Regions from separate parts of the Acanthopagrus latus genome. Here region 2 is linked to region 1. The links are chromatin contacts, called in public Hi-C maps. All regions are on one chromosome and are shown on one strand. Each heading gives the region's core, a stretch centred on a gene start, on an enhancer-like site or on the middle of the called end of the contact. The rest is flanking DNA. Distances are from core to core; before and after follow the strand shown. Region 1 holds the start of scp2a (non-specific lipid-transfer protein). Region 2 holds the start of LOC119011446 (phosphoglucomutase-1-like).

Evidence for each region. A called contact is a pair of places that touch in the nucleus more often than the background predicts.
Region 2: a Hi-C map of muscle shows a contact between it and region 1, with 2.2 times the contacts expected there. The contact joins the promoter of LOC119011446 here to the promoter of scp2a in region 1. A contact is called at or near these places in 2 of 4 Hi-C or Micro-C datasets (liver and muscle).

The regions. Positions count from the first base shown.
Region 1 is chr21:7,584,919-7,591,497 of fAcaLat1.1, forward strand. scp2a (non-specific lipid-transfer protein) reads left to right here and starts at 5,074. Exons shown (of 16, transcript XM_037084898.1): 1 at 5,074-5,356. The coding sequence starts at 5,228. It overlaps czib (CXXC motif containing zinc binding protein), which reads left to right and starts at 437. Exons shown (of 8, transcript XM_037084906.1): 1 at 437-617; 2 at 716-799; 3 at 1,072-1,128; 4 at 1,232-1,313; 5 at 1,417-1,448; 6 at 1,856-1,933; 7 at 3,924-3,989; 8 at 4,195-4,486. The coding sequence starts at 612. The coding sequence ends at 4,272.
Region 2 is chr21:7,813,358-7,820,235 of fAcaLat1.1, forward strand. It overlaps LOC119011446 (phosphoglucomutase-1-like), which reads left to right and starts at 3,239. Exons shown (of 11, transcript XM_037084579.1): 1 at 3,239-3,581; 2 at 4,928-5,090; 3 at 5,574-5,720; 4 at 5,953-6,078. The coding sequence starts at 3,324. LOC119011262 (angiopoietin-related protein 3-like) reads left to right here. Exons shown (of 7, transcript XM_037084232.1): 5 at 234-329; 6 at 553-825; 7 at 926-2,715. The coding sequence ends at 1,143.

The DNA of each region.
Region 1 (6,579 bases), core at 3,824-6,323:
CATGATTAATGGAAAGTAAAATAATTGCCATTACTATTATAACCATTTGTCATTCATGATCATAACTGCGGAGTTCTGGACAAAAGAAGCATTTGAAGACATCACTTTGGGCGGGAAATTGTACCAAGCATCCTTCCCCAGATAATTTTGATCGATTTTTACGAGATGAATCGACCATTTAAAGACGCGGTTAGGTGAAGCCCAAATCTATACACACGTCATGGGACCGTTTTTCACAGTACATCAGTGTTAACGTTGTCAAAAATAAGTAGGTCATTCATGTTGTTGTCATCGTGTCCACTAGAGGGTGCGATTGTCCACTGTAGACATGCTCCATTAAATGCCGACGGACGTGTGAACACTTGACATGAACGGAATCATCCTGATTTAAAAAAAACAAAAACAAAACAAAACAAAAAACGCGACCCTACGTTTGATCGTGAAAGTATGACGACTCATGGTGTGTGCGGCATGAAATCAACATTTTATTAACGTGTGATTCAAACGGGTCTCACATTTTCCCATATTAGAGGTCCTTTATGACTCAGATTGCATAGTGTACGAGGCGTACCTGAAAGCAGCACCAAAGTTGTCAGTGGGCAAGCTCCAAGATGGTGGTATGTGTCACTGCAGCACGTTTCTGATGTAAACACTGAAGCAGTTCTGCTCGTTTCGGGTGCATTATAACCTCTCCTTTTCGTTGTATGCATGACAGAAATTTGGGCTCCAGTTTAAAGCCACTTTGGAGAACGTCACCAATGTGAGACCATTGGGCGACGACTTCCGCTGGTTTCTGAAGGTAGGGTGGACTTCAAGCTAGTATGCTAGCTGGCTCACTAATTTACACCATCTCTTATTCCTCTTCGTGGTTCATTATGGTCATAATTAAGCTAAATAGGCTCGTTGTCAGAGGAAAATATTCTCATGTTACCCGCTATTTGACAGCTAGCTAAACGAGGAAACGCAATGTACATGTTGACTACTGTGTGTGTTGTTTATGCTACAGACTGATGCTCTGACACTGGCTTTGACTCAGACCATGTCCTTTTGTGTCTTTCCCCTTTTATTTAGCTGAAGTGCGGAAACTGTGGAGAGATCCCAGATAAATGGCAGTATGTAACCCTAGTGGTAAGGACAATAATAATTTCTGTTGATACAGTTTGGCAACTTTTATCTACACATTGTCACACACACACCGTATCCACCATGTTCATCTGCAATGATTCCACAGGAGAGTGTGCCACTAAAAGGAGGAAGAGGCAGTGCTAGCATGGTGCAGAAATGTAAACTCTGTGCCAGGGAAAATTCAATTGGTAAGAGCATGACCAAGAACATGCCATTAAACTCCCTTCCCCTTTATTTTTCTATAGGTAAAAACTTGTTGGAAGTATAACATGTGAATGTTTTATCTTTCAGATATCCTGGGCGACACAATCACACCTTATAATGTAAGCAAGCTTACTGTACCATCACTTTGATAGAGACATGTCGCTGATCTGTTTTCAGTTCTCTTTTACTAGCTGGTTTTGTTGTAGACTGTCTCTTGTTAATTTACTGATGGTTTGTGCCTTATGTCTGCCTGTCCTTCTAGAACTCTGGGCGACAGTAATTTATTATTCAATTCATTTGTGCTTCAGCATTTTGAAAATGGGCTTAAAATTGCATTATTGCATATTTGTAATTCATATAAACACCAGATTTAAAAAAAAAACAAAACAACAAACTACAACAACACATGAATCTGTGACATCAATCCAATATCTAATTAATGTATTACACTAGTATCGGCAATTTCTATCTATTAACAGTGTGTTTTCCCTCTCTCTAATCGGGGTGTTTGTTTGTGGGGCTTAAGGCCGAGGACAACGAACGCTTCAAGACAATGGTGCAGTTTGAGTGTCGAGGTCTGGAGCCCGTTGACTTCCAACCACAAGTGAGAATCATTGAGAACAGACATTAGTTTTGCAGTGCATGTAGCATGGGCCTTTCTCACAGCAGACATTTTGATTTGTAGGAAGGACACAGGTGTTTCTAATAACATTAACAGACTCGGAATTCAGAATTCCTGTGTCTGTCCCACAAACTCTGTGACACGGCGACCAAAGGAAAAGTTCAATTTAACGATAAACATTATTAATAGTAAAAATAAACAATATAATAAAAAGGTAAGAATTACAAATATACTTGTATAAACATAGTATGTACAGTGCACCGTGAGGTCTAGTGGGAGCAGCAACTGGAAGGAAGGACCTGTTATACCTCTCCTAACACACTTGGGGTGTATTAGTCTATCACTGAAGGAGCTGCCCAGTGCAGTGATGGTGACCTGCAGGGGGTGGAACCACTACACCAGCAGTGATGACAGCTTATCCACCAGCCTGCTCTCTCACACTGCCTGCACTGGGTAAGAGGGCATCCCAGGACTGAGCTGGCCTTCTTGCTAAGTGCATCAAATGTCTTCTTACCTGCTGCAGAGATGCTGCTGCTCCAGCAGACTACCCCATAGAAAGTGGCTGATGCTACCACAAAGTCATAGAAAGAGGTCAGGAGTGCCACTTGCACTCTGAAGGACCTGAGCTTCCTCATCAAATAGCGTCGGCTCTGACCTTTCTTGTATGTAGCTGCAATGTGATCAGTCCAGTCCAGTTTATTGTTCAGGTGAACATCCAGATTCTTGTAAGATGTCACCATCTCAATGTCCATTCCCTGGATGTTCAGCTGTGTGCAGGGTTGTCTGTGCCTGTGGAAATTCACCATCAGTTGTTTGGTCTTCCCGGGGGTTGAGCTGGAGGTGGTTCTGCTGGCACTAGTCCACAAAATCCTTGAAAAGTTCTCTGTAGGCTCTGTTGTCCCTGTCCCTGATGAAGCCATCGAAAGCAGATTCAACAGAGATCTTTTGTAGATTGCAGTGGAGTGACCGATGGCAGAAGCCTGCAGTGTACAGGGTGAACAGGAAAGCTCCAGCTTGTCCCCTAGTAGTGCAGGCTAAATGGTCTTGAAAGCACTGGAGAAATCAAAGAACATTCTGTCCAGGAGAAAGATGATGGCATCGTCCACTCTGGTGCCAGGTTGTTAGGCAAACTGGAATGGGTCCATAAAAGGACCTACCAGAGGGCGGAGATGGACAAGGACCAAATGCTCCAGGGTCTTCATCAGGTGTGAAGTGAGAGTAACTGGTCTGTAGCTGTTGAAGTCCTTTGAGTGAGAAGTCTTCGGCACTGGTACCATGCTGGAGGTTTTCCACAGCATTGGTACTTTTCTCAGCTTTAGGGTCACGTTCGTCTGGACCCGTAGCCTTCTTCGCCTTCATCGCTCGTTTCTCACCTGGACAGTGGAGAGGGTCAGATTGGAGCAGAGGGGCTGAGTGTCAGGTGGGGAAGGTGGTTGAATGGCGGGGGGGGGGGGGGTGTCTGCAAGCTGAATGTAGAGGTGAGAGTGGGGCAGCAAACAGGGGGTATAGAAGAGGTGGGGGGCAGCCGGGGGAGGCTCTATTGGCAATTGTGTCAACAATGGCTCTATTCCATTCAAACGTCCAAGACCGTGCGTCAGTGGGCACCAGGATCCTGAATCAAAAGCTTCCAAATAGCAGCGCGGATCTGCCAGGCCACGAGGTTATGTCAAGTTTAAAAACAGAAGTGCGAGGACATTAAATACAGCAATCTGAAAAGTCAATGCATTTGGGATCAATCATGATTGCGCAACCACACTTGAACAGCTCACTGACACACCTAAATTGAATGAAAACAGTTAAAGTTATTAGATGCACCTGTACTCCCTACTAAGTCAACATACCGGTACTTGATAATAAAGTAATAATGAAGTATATTACTCTTGAGGCAGGCATACTGTGATGATATCATTGTTATAATATCGTGTGACTTCTCAATTTCCTGTTTTTCTTGTTGTTATTTTTTTGAACCCAGGCTGGCTTCGCTGCACAGGGAGCAGAGTCTGGAACATCGTTTGATGACATCAACCTACAAGAAAAAGTAAACACAGTGGGGACAGCCTGTCCCTTACACACAACAGTGTCCACACTTTTTTGGCAAAAATTTGACTTGAAACAAGGTCAATTTTTGAAACTGCACTGTTGGGTGTCATTCATTTGGTCTTGTATTCATTCACGCTTCTTGTGTTTTCTGAAAATGACTTTCATCCATGCGACTTGACAGACCCTCGTTTTGTACATTTCAGGACTGGACAGACTACGACGAGAAAGTCAAGGAGTCGGTGGGAATATACGAGGTCACACACCAGTTCAAAAAGTGCTGATGTCACTCGTGATTAGTCTCAGAGAGGGGCAAATGAACACTGCGGCCAATCAGGCCTCTTTCCTGGCATCAAAGGGCGCTCCAGATGCTGAAGTAGCATGGTCTGGTGGAGGATGAACATTAACAGATAAACAGGACAGGTTCTACATACATGTTGTGGGTCAACATGATCAAGGTTTTTTCTTTTTCACTGCCTCAATAAAATTGAAAGGTGAGCATTCTGAGTTGAGCTTTTTCTTTGCACATTTATCTGTCCTCTTTCAATAGTCAGTAGGCATACAGGCATGGTAAAATACATTAGTGAGCGATCATATGAAAAAAACTCAATCAAGCTGGACATGTACCTGTACAGATGTACCATTCAGCCAATATATAATTAAGAGCAACATTAGCTGATTGGTTACAGCTTCAGGTGAGTGACCAAGGAGAGGACGTGAAAGCGCTCTCACTCTGTCAGCATTTCAACATACCATGTTCAGAAAAACTGCTATCAAGGAGTAATGATTGTGGAGTAATGATTGTTTCAGACAGAGAACTTTCCTTCTTTCTTAGGTGATGTGACAAATTAAAAAGGAAAAGGAACACAAGGCACAGTGCAGCCCAGGAAACAGCAAACCAGAAAAGGTCTATTTATGTGAAAATGATGTGTTCAAGTTCCAATGAAAAGACAAAGTAACACGGGTCACCAGTGGAGACAATTTTTGAGAGAGAAGTGTCCTCAGCCAGTCTGGCATTCACAATCAGAAGTGGAAAAAAGAAAAAGAAAAAGAAAAAAAAACTGGTGACAATGAAACCATGAAGATTTCAAGAAGAACAATGCTTGTCTCAAGGGGAATTCTCTCCAGCACGCTCACAGAATCACTGACAGTGGTGCCGTGTTTCTCCTCGGAGTGAGGCATCAGCTCGGATACACACGATCTTCACGTTACATTGAGTTAGCCGGACCCAGTCTGCTGATGCTGCCGCGGCCGCCGCTGTCCTCACACCTGCCTGCTCTCCTCCGTCCACTGCTGAAGACAAGCTACAGTACCATGGCACCTGGAAGGAACAACAGGGTGTTTGTCATCGGTGTGGGCATGACAAAGGTATTGTTATCATGCATTTGTATTGTCATAGTCCATAGACGACGAGAACGACCTAATACGTGACTTTAGGCTAACTTAGCACAGTTGGCTAACTTTGACAACAGATTTTAGTGCATGGGACACGTCCCCCCTGAAGAATGTCAGCTTTTACCAATTAATACCACTGCTAGCGGACAGTTTATTGAGCTGACAGCTGCCCATTTTGCTCATATTGTGTTAGCAGCTGACACAGTGTGCTGTAACCACCAGCTAGCCAAGTTAGCCCTGTGTTTAGTGTCAAAGGGACACCATGTTGTTTTGGGAGAACTTCAGTAGAAAGTTATTAAGTACAACATAATGCGGTTAAACAGTTTGTTTATTCGTTTTACTCAGTCATGAAAACAAAGACAGTTTCTTTATTTAGTTTGTTGAGGAAAATAAAGAAAAGGAAATGAAGCTCTCTCTCGTTTGATCATGATTTCTTCTTCTAAACCACATAGTGCACCTTTAAATTTGGCTCTGGGTTGAATGTTGGTTGGACTTCGATTTGTATCTCATGCCCCCCTCTGCATATGTTATGAGTCCATAGTTCATGGTTAACAGTGCTGCAATCCTTGATAAGACAGGAGCAGACTGCTAACATTATGAGGTGTATTTCCAGAGCTGTTTTCTTAGTTTGAAGTGTTGTATTTTCACAAGCTTGAAGACCCCTTGAATGTTGACCAAATCCACTCCAATATTACCACTAGAGTTTGTTCCCTCTATGCGACTGTATTTTATTTGGTATTAATGGGACTGTTTTTACACCAGTGCTTCAAGTGAAATAATGATCTCATTATGAAATTGCTATTGATCTCACAGTTAAGCCTGATGTCACACTGTCTTCTTATACCATCTATGTATTTATTACGGCTGTCACTTCCAGTAATTTAGGTGTGCTGCCCACCCCAGAAACGCCACTGATTCTGCCTTTTATGGCTTGTCCTCATCCTTTCTTTGTTAACAGGCCCTTTAATGTATGTATTTGATTCTCAATATTCTTGAATTACAACTTATTTGGCAAACTTGCTAAACACATATTTTCTAATTTCCCTAAAATAAATATTAATTACAATTTAGAATGCATTTCTGTACAAACTGAAAATTAATTAAATAATTTGTGTGTTTTGCACAGTTACAAATAAGTATTATAATATCAAGAAAATTAAAGATGCAATATTTTCTGCCTTTCCATTTACCAGAAA
Region 2 (6,878 bases), core at 1,989-4,488, 230 kb after region 1:
GTCAGAGACTTTGAATAATAAGTCAGTGACTGAAGACTTGGAGTGGACATAACTTTGATGGTTCAAGTTGCCCCAAAGGATTATACTGCAGCTGCTGAGTTAGCTGTGTCGCAACTGCTAGCTGAAGCGATCTACTGATCCAGTTTCCAAACTTTTGGTACGCATGAATCATCTACACACTGAAACTTTTGATACTGTGACTTTAAATTAGGTTTTCAATTTGTTCCATTTAGGCCAAGGAGCAACAGTCATCCAGCGAAGGAAAGATGGTTCAGTAAACTTTGATCAAACCTGGGAGAAGTATGAAAATGGGTTTGGAGATTTTCAAGGTGAGAGAAACTATTCTTTTCAGCACCATTACCCTTCGGAGGTCACAAAATTTAATTATTAACCGTCAGATTCTGAATTATTTGGCATATATCATGATCATAACATCCACAGTTTTATAACTTCCTCAAAGCTGTGCTTTTGAGTTTGTGCGCGTCACAGATCTCGAAGGCACTTGTTGAGTGGTGTCAGCTCTCTCACCTCTCAGCCATGTCTCGCTCACAGGGGAGTTTTGGCTGGGTCTCGGGAAGATCCGCTCTCTTGCCGCTCAGGGCAACTCCATCCTTCACATCCAGCTGGAAGACTGGAAACAGGGCCGGCGCTTCATCGAATACAAATTCCACCTTAATGGTCCGGAGAGAAACTACACCATTCACCTCACGCACCTGTCTGGAGATTTGCCGGACCCCATGGGCAACCACACAGGCATGATGTTCTCCACCAAGGACAGGGACAATGACAAACACCCGGGCTCCAACTGTGCCCACAACTACACAGGTGAGGCAGATGTGCATGAGGGTGACATGTTTATCCCATGTAATGAATACTTGTCATCCAGCGCCAGCAGCACAAACATGTAATTTATGTCATCTTGCAGGTGGATGGTGGTTCAACGCCTGTGGAGATGCCAACCTGAATGGGAGATATTTCCTCATGAGAGCAAAGGGGCGCTCAGAGCGTAGGAGAGGGATTCAGTGGGGGCTCGGCCACAAGGCTTTTCACTTCCTCAAGTTCACCCAGATCTCCGTCCAACCTGCCGCTTCCCGCATCACCACGTCCTCTTCATCCTCCACTGAGACAGGTGTCTTTCAGTGACCCTTGATCAGCGTTCTCCAGTGAAAATAGTGCAATACACAGTGGCCTCTTCAGGAGAGACTTGGCACTGCTTCATGTGGGAGGCCGTGGTTCAAGAAGGCTCGGGCAGAGAGGAGGAGATTTCTTCCGATGCCAAGTGCTGCTGTGTCCCAAACAGAGAAAGCCGAAAGGCTGTTTTGCTGCTCGTGTCAGGATAGCCTCTAATAGAGTAATAGAACATTTTAAAATGTATTGTGAATCTGAATTAGACCAAATCGCAATGGGCACACTGCATGAACTAGGCCTTCACTCATTGCCCCTCAAAGGTCAAAGGTTATGGAGAAGAACATTAAACATACAGGCACCAACGCAACCCAGTCTCCAGAGTAAATGTTAGCAGTGTATAGTTTGCAACCCATGGATATGTTGAAAATGGCCATTTCTATACGTTGCATTTTTAAGTTTCTTTAAGTTAAGTAGTATCTCAGTCTTTTTGTTGTGACAGTGCTGTGCATATGGACTGGTAAGGTTTCAGGGAAAAAAAACAACACTTGGTTAGGGTTAGGAAAAGATCATATTTTATCTTACTGCACCTGTCTTGTCTTGGTCACCACAAACACGACTTCAAATTGTACTAGGTCTTGCGGCCTTGTCACGTAGCTTAACTGTACCACCATTTCCTCCATCTCCAGAGATAAAAGTCATAAACATGAAATATAACATAACATATAATGTAAGATGTCACGTATTGTGGATAGTCTCTATCGTATGCAACCTAGAAATGTGAACATATCAGATCAGGTTTGCAGAAACATTAACTGCAGACATTTAATTCTGGCGACTGGGTTGACATATGAGCAGTTTTCATATTGGGTCACATTGACTCTCACTATATAACAGTGGTTCCCAACATGATAGGAGGGACTTCTTGAGGGGGTCAAGAGATATCAACAAATGTAAGTTTGTCAACATGTGCTTGAGTTAGACAAGTTACTTGCTGTTTCTGGATAAATGTAGAGGTGTAAAAACATGTATACAATACCCAATCCAGCTTTTTAGGGTGTATTGGAGGCACTGCTGATACTGGTATCACTATCAGAACAACCCAAGTCAAAAGCAGTAAAGGTTAGGAACCACCACTATAGATCACATTCATCTTTACTTTACATACCTAAGTTTTGATACATTTGCTGTTTTTATTATTATTATTATTATTATTATTATTATTATTATTATTATTATTATTATTATTAATCTAAATAAATTGAAATATAACTGTGTCTTCATATAATGCTAATATATTAATTAAGGTGTGGAGATCCGTGATAAAACCCAGTAGACAAACTTCCATCATGTCCCATTTCTGTAGGGGCTGTAGTTTGCTTGCAGTCCTGATGTTCAACAGTGATTTGGCCCAGTGTAAATGTCATCCTTGAACTGAATGCACCAACTTTTTTTCACGCCAAAGTAAACGAATGACTGATATATGTTCATGCTATTACCACGTAGCGAAATGTTCTGGATGTTGCACTGAGAGGTTATGATGTTAGGAGCCATTAATAAACTCTAGAGGGCAGTGTTGTTTCACTCTGATTTGATTGTGCCGCATGAGTGATTCCATTTGACATATTGTGTTTGTTTTGTAAGCGGATACTTTCCTTAAACCATGTCTATATTCACTAAGACCCTCTAATTGGTCCTCTCACTCTCTGTTCACGCACTCTGCTTGAAGAAATGGTTAATATTTCCTCCTGAAATAGCACCAGGCCCATCTCCGATGAGGGATGTCATCCTCCTTTTTGCAAATCATCACTCGGAGCACAGCTGCAGCCGTTCACACATGGGCAAATTGCTCCCATGACACTTCAGTACTTCCACTCTGACACACCCAAACACACACTCTTCTTTGTGGCTTGGCCTGCAGCCTTGACAGTGATCTCCCTGCACATGTGTGAAGGAGCGTCTTCAGTTACTCCCCATGCCTCTGCACACACATTAGTCTGAAAGGTTATTTTGGGCCTCAGAAGTACCACTGTAACCCTGTGCCTCCAGTCGAATAATAGGAGGAGTCAAGACTCTCACCCTCCCATTCTGCCCCTGCGTACCATTCCCCATGTCAACTGACAGGGGATTTCCCTCTAAACAACAGGTTCCAAGGCTCTCTGCACCGTTAGATTTTGTTAGATTCTCATTTTGAAACAATGGACAACAGTCCTCTGCAGGTGCTGACTGTCCCCACAGCCCCGTACCCAGACCAGAGACCCGGCACCAGCGGCCTGAGGAAAAAGGTGTATGTGTTCCAGTCCAGGAGGAACTACTTACACAACTTCATCCAGAGTATCTTCTCCTCTATTGACCTTCGCGACCGCCAGGGATCAACAGTGGTGGTGGGGGGAGACGGTCGCTTCTTCAACACAACAGCCATCAAGGTCATTGTACAGATGGCAGCTGCCAACGGGGTCAGTGACACCGTGTATGTGTGTGTTTGTTTGTGTGCGCATGCTGGTAAGTTTGTGTATTATGTTTGTGGGGGGTGTGAGAGCATGTATGTCAGTGTCACCTGGCCCCTCACCTGATATTGTCCTTTTGATTTCATTGGTTGTAGCAGCCTAATGTGTGATTAATATTTGATTTTAACTCTTGACATATGCTTGTATTATGAGGTGAGAAATATATGAAATTTACCTCAAATTATGCAAATAAAACAAGTTAAAGTTGAAATCTATAATTTGAATGTAAATGAAGTCCAAAAAGAAGATTAGAGCTTTTCTAATTTATTGGCAGGTCTTTAAATGACATTACTTTTTTAAAAAAAAATAATCAAAATTAATGACAGAAAATACATTGTTGTTTATTGCTAATAGCTACTGTATTTTTGTGCAAAAGAATTCCTGGATCAGCGCCAAAAGTATAGGGGGTCTATTCTGGGCAGAGACCCATCCTCCAACCAAATTTTGCAGAAATCCGTGCTCAAGTTTTTATGTAATCCTGCTTACAAACCAACGAACCAACAGACACAGGTGAAAACATAACCTCCAAAATTCATTTAAAACTGATAATTTGATGGACAGTAAAACTCAAAGAGATATTTGGAGCTGTTTTATAATGTCCTTAACAATGGAATGTCCCGTTTAAATTTAAATGTCAACTTAATGCCAGCACAGGGCCGGTCTGTATGGAGTTTGCATGTTCTCCCCGTGCTTGTGGGGGTTTCCTCCAGGTATTCTGGATTCCACTACCATCAAAATATTAGGTTAATTCTCCAATCAGTGCCCTTGAACAAAGGCACTGGCTAAGATCTGGAATTGGTCCCCGGTGCATACACGCTGCATACTGTGCCTTGAAATTAAATGCAGAGTACATTTTCACTACGTTGTGCATTGTATGATATAAAGATTCAATAACGATTCTTCCTTCTTCTTCCTTACAATCCAAAATAAGGGTCGCAACCCCTTTTTTTTTAAAATTATTTTTGAGTGAATCTTTATCTTTTTGCAATATACACCAGTTTAATCTGTATTTTTGCCATCGTAACATCCATTTTCAATAGCATGCCTCTTATGCTGTCCAAAGCTCACTTATACACATTAAACCCTGCTGCTCATGTACCATAACCTTTGTTCATTAAATGACACTAGTCTCTAGTCGCTCTACTTCTAGTCCCAGTTACTTTTAGGAAGAAGCATGACATACCAAACCTGATATTCAGTGGCATCCCCTCGCCTCCCCCCACTCAGATAAATTAAGATACCTGCTTGTGCCGGCCAACTCACACAAACACACACCTGTGTGACATTTTCCTCAGGTGGGTCGTCTGATCATTGGACACCATGGGATAATGTCAACGCCGGCCATCTCCTGCGTAATCAGGAAATACAAAGCCATCGGTGGCATCATCCTCACTGCCAGCCACAACCCCGGAGGGCCTGACGGAGACTTTGGCATTAAGTTCAACACTGCAAATGGAGGTACGGTAACCGGAGAGCAGGAAGCACGCAGGGGCTTCAGCCAAGTAAGAAATAGTGTTACGAGAGAAGTCAAATAGACATTTAACAAGGCTGGACACTGGCAAAGACTGAGGTAAAACTAGAGACTATGCCCCAGCATAAAATCTGGGACAAAGTTCAAGCACATCAAAAAACTCTGCATGGTATTACCAATAAATATCCCAAACAGCCCTGCATATTATCTAATTATACTTGTCATATAGTACATAACTACATGCAAATATCACCTGTAATATCAGAGGCTTTTTACTGTATCCAGGCCCTGTATTTAGGTCTTGAATCTCTTTTGAATCTATCTATCTATCTATCTATCTATCTATCTATCTATCTATCTATCTATCTATCTATCTATCTATCTATCTATCTATCTATCTATCTATCTATCTATCTATCTATCTATCTATCTATCTATCTATCTATCTATCTATCTATCTATCTATCTAGGCCCAGCCAAGGAGGCTGTCACAAACAAGATCTTTCAGATCAGCAGGACCATAGAGGAGTTTGCCATCTGCCCCGGACTGCGCGTGGATCTGACGACCCTGGGCAAACAGACGTTTGATCTGGAGAACAAGTTCAAACCTTTCACAGGTGAGCTGCAGCCTGAGTCTGTCACCCATCACGTTCAAATTAGGAGAAGATAGAGACAATGAGAGAGAAAAACGGATATGTGGATGGATGGTAGGACAGACACGGTGAATTATCCTGCCAGCTTTTTTCAGCTTTACTCTTAATGTTTGTGCTGGCATGTAAATTCATAGAATTAACATCACAAAATTTTAAAAAAAATATATATATTTTTTTTTTTTTTGGATGTGCCCAGTGGAAATTGTGGACTCTGTGGAATCCTACGCCAACTTGTTGCGGAACATCTTTGACTTTGCCGCTCTGAAGGAGTTTCTGTCTGGTGAAAACCACATCAAGATAAGACTGGACGGCATGCATGGAGGTGAGACTACATTAACCAAGAGTGTGTAATCACATCAGTGTATTCACTGTTACCCATGGCAGAATGAATGTCAAAAAACACACATTTTGCTTTCCAAATGTTGTTGGCTTAAGCAGAGTCAGGTTCTAAGTAACACCGTAAAAATACTGTTTCAGGTAAAAGTACTGTTTTAAAATATATCTTCAGTAAAATTACAAAAATATGAGAAAAAGTATTAGTAAAGATATTCGTTTAAAAAGCAGGTTCAGTCCTCCATGGAGAAATGACTGTGAGTGTTATTATAAAACATTTTATTGGATTGTAATCACTGAAATTATCATACTGTATGTTGATATCATCATAAGATGGTCAAGACTGGGGCTAATTGTAGCTGTAATGTCGTTCATAACAAATGTTTCATAATATGAGTAATATGACTGTGACACAGATACAAATGTGGTACAGTAAAAAAGTCAAATATTTCACTTCAAATGTAGAGGACTAAAAAGTATAAAGTCAGGTAAAAATGGGATTATTGAGTAAGGTACATAAGAATTGCACTGTGTGTGTATTGTGTGTTTGAGTCCAGACTCAGTATGGCTGTGTTTAGGGTTCTCCGGACATGTTCTTGATGATCATGTTCCTTAAATGTTTGCAGAGGGGTCAGATGTGACAGACAGCTTAAGCTGAGCCTCACTACACAAGAGTCTGTTTGACCTCTCAGTCAACAAAACATCCACCTGACTATCTGACTGAGTGTTCCCGTCAGACAGAGAGCGTTACAGCTGTTTACTTTAAGAGTATTTACAATGAGTAGGTTT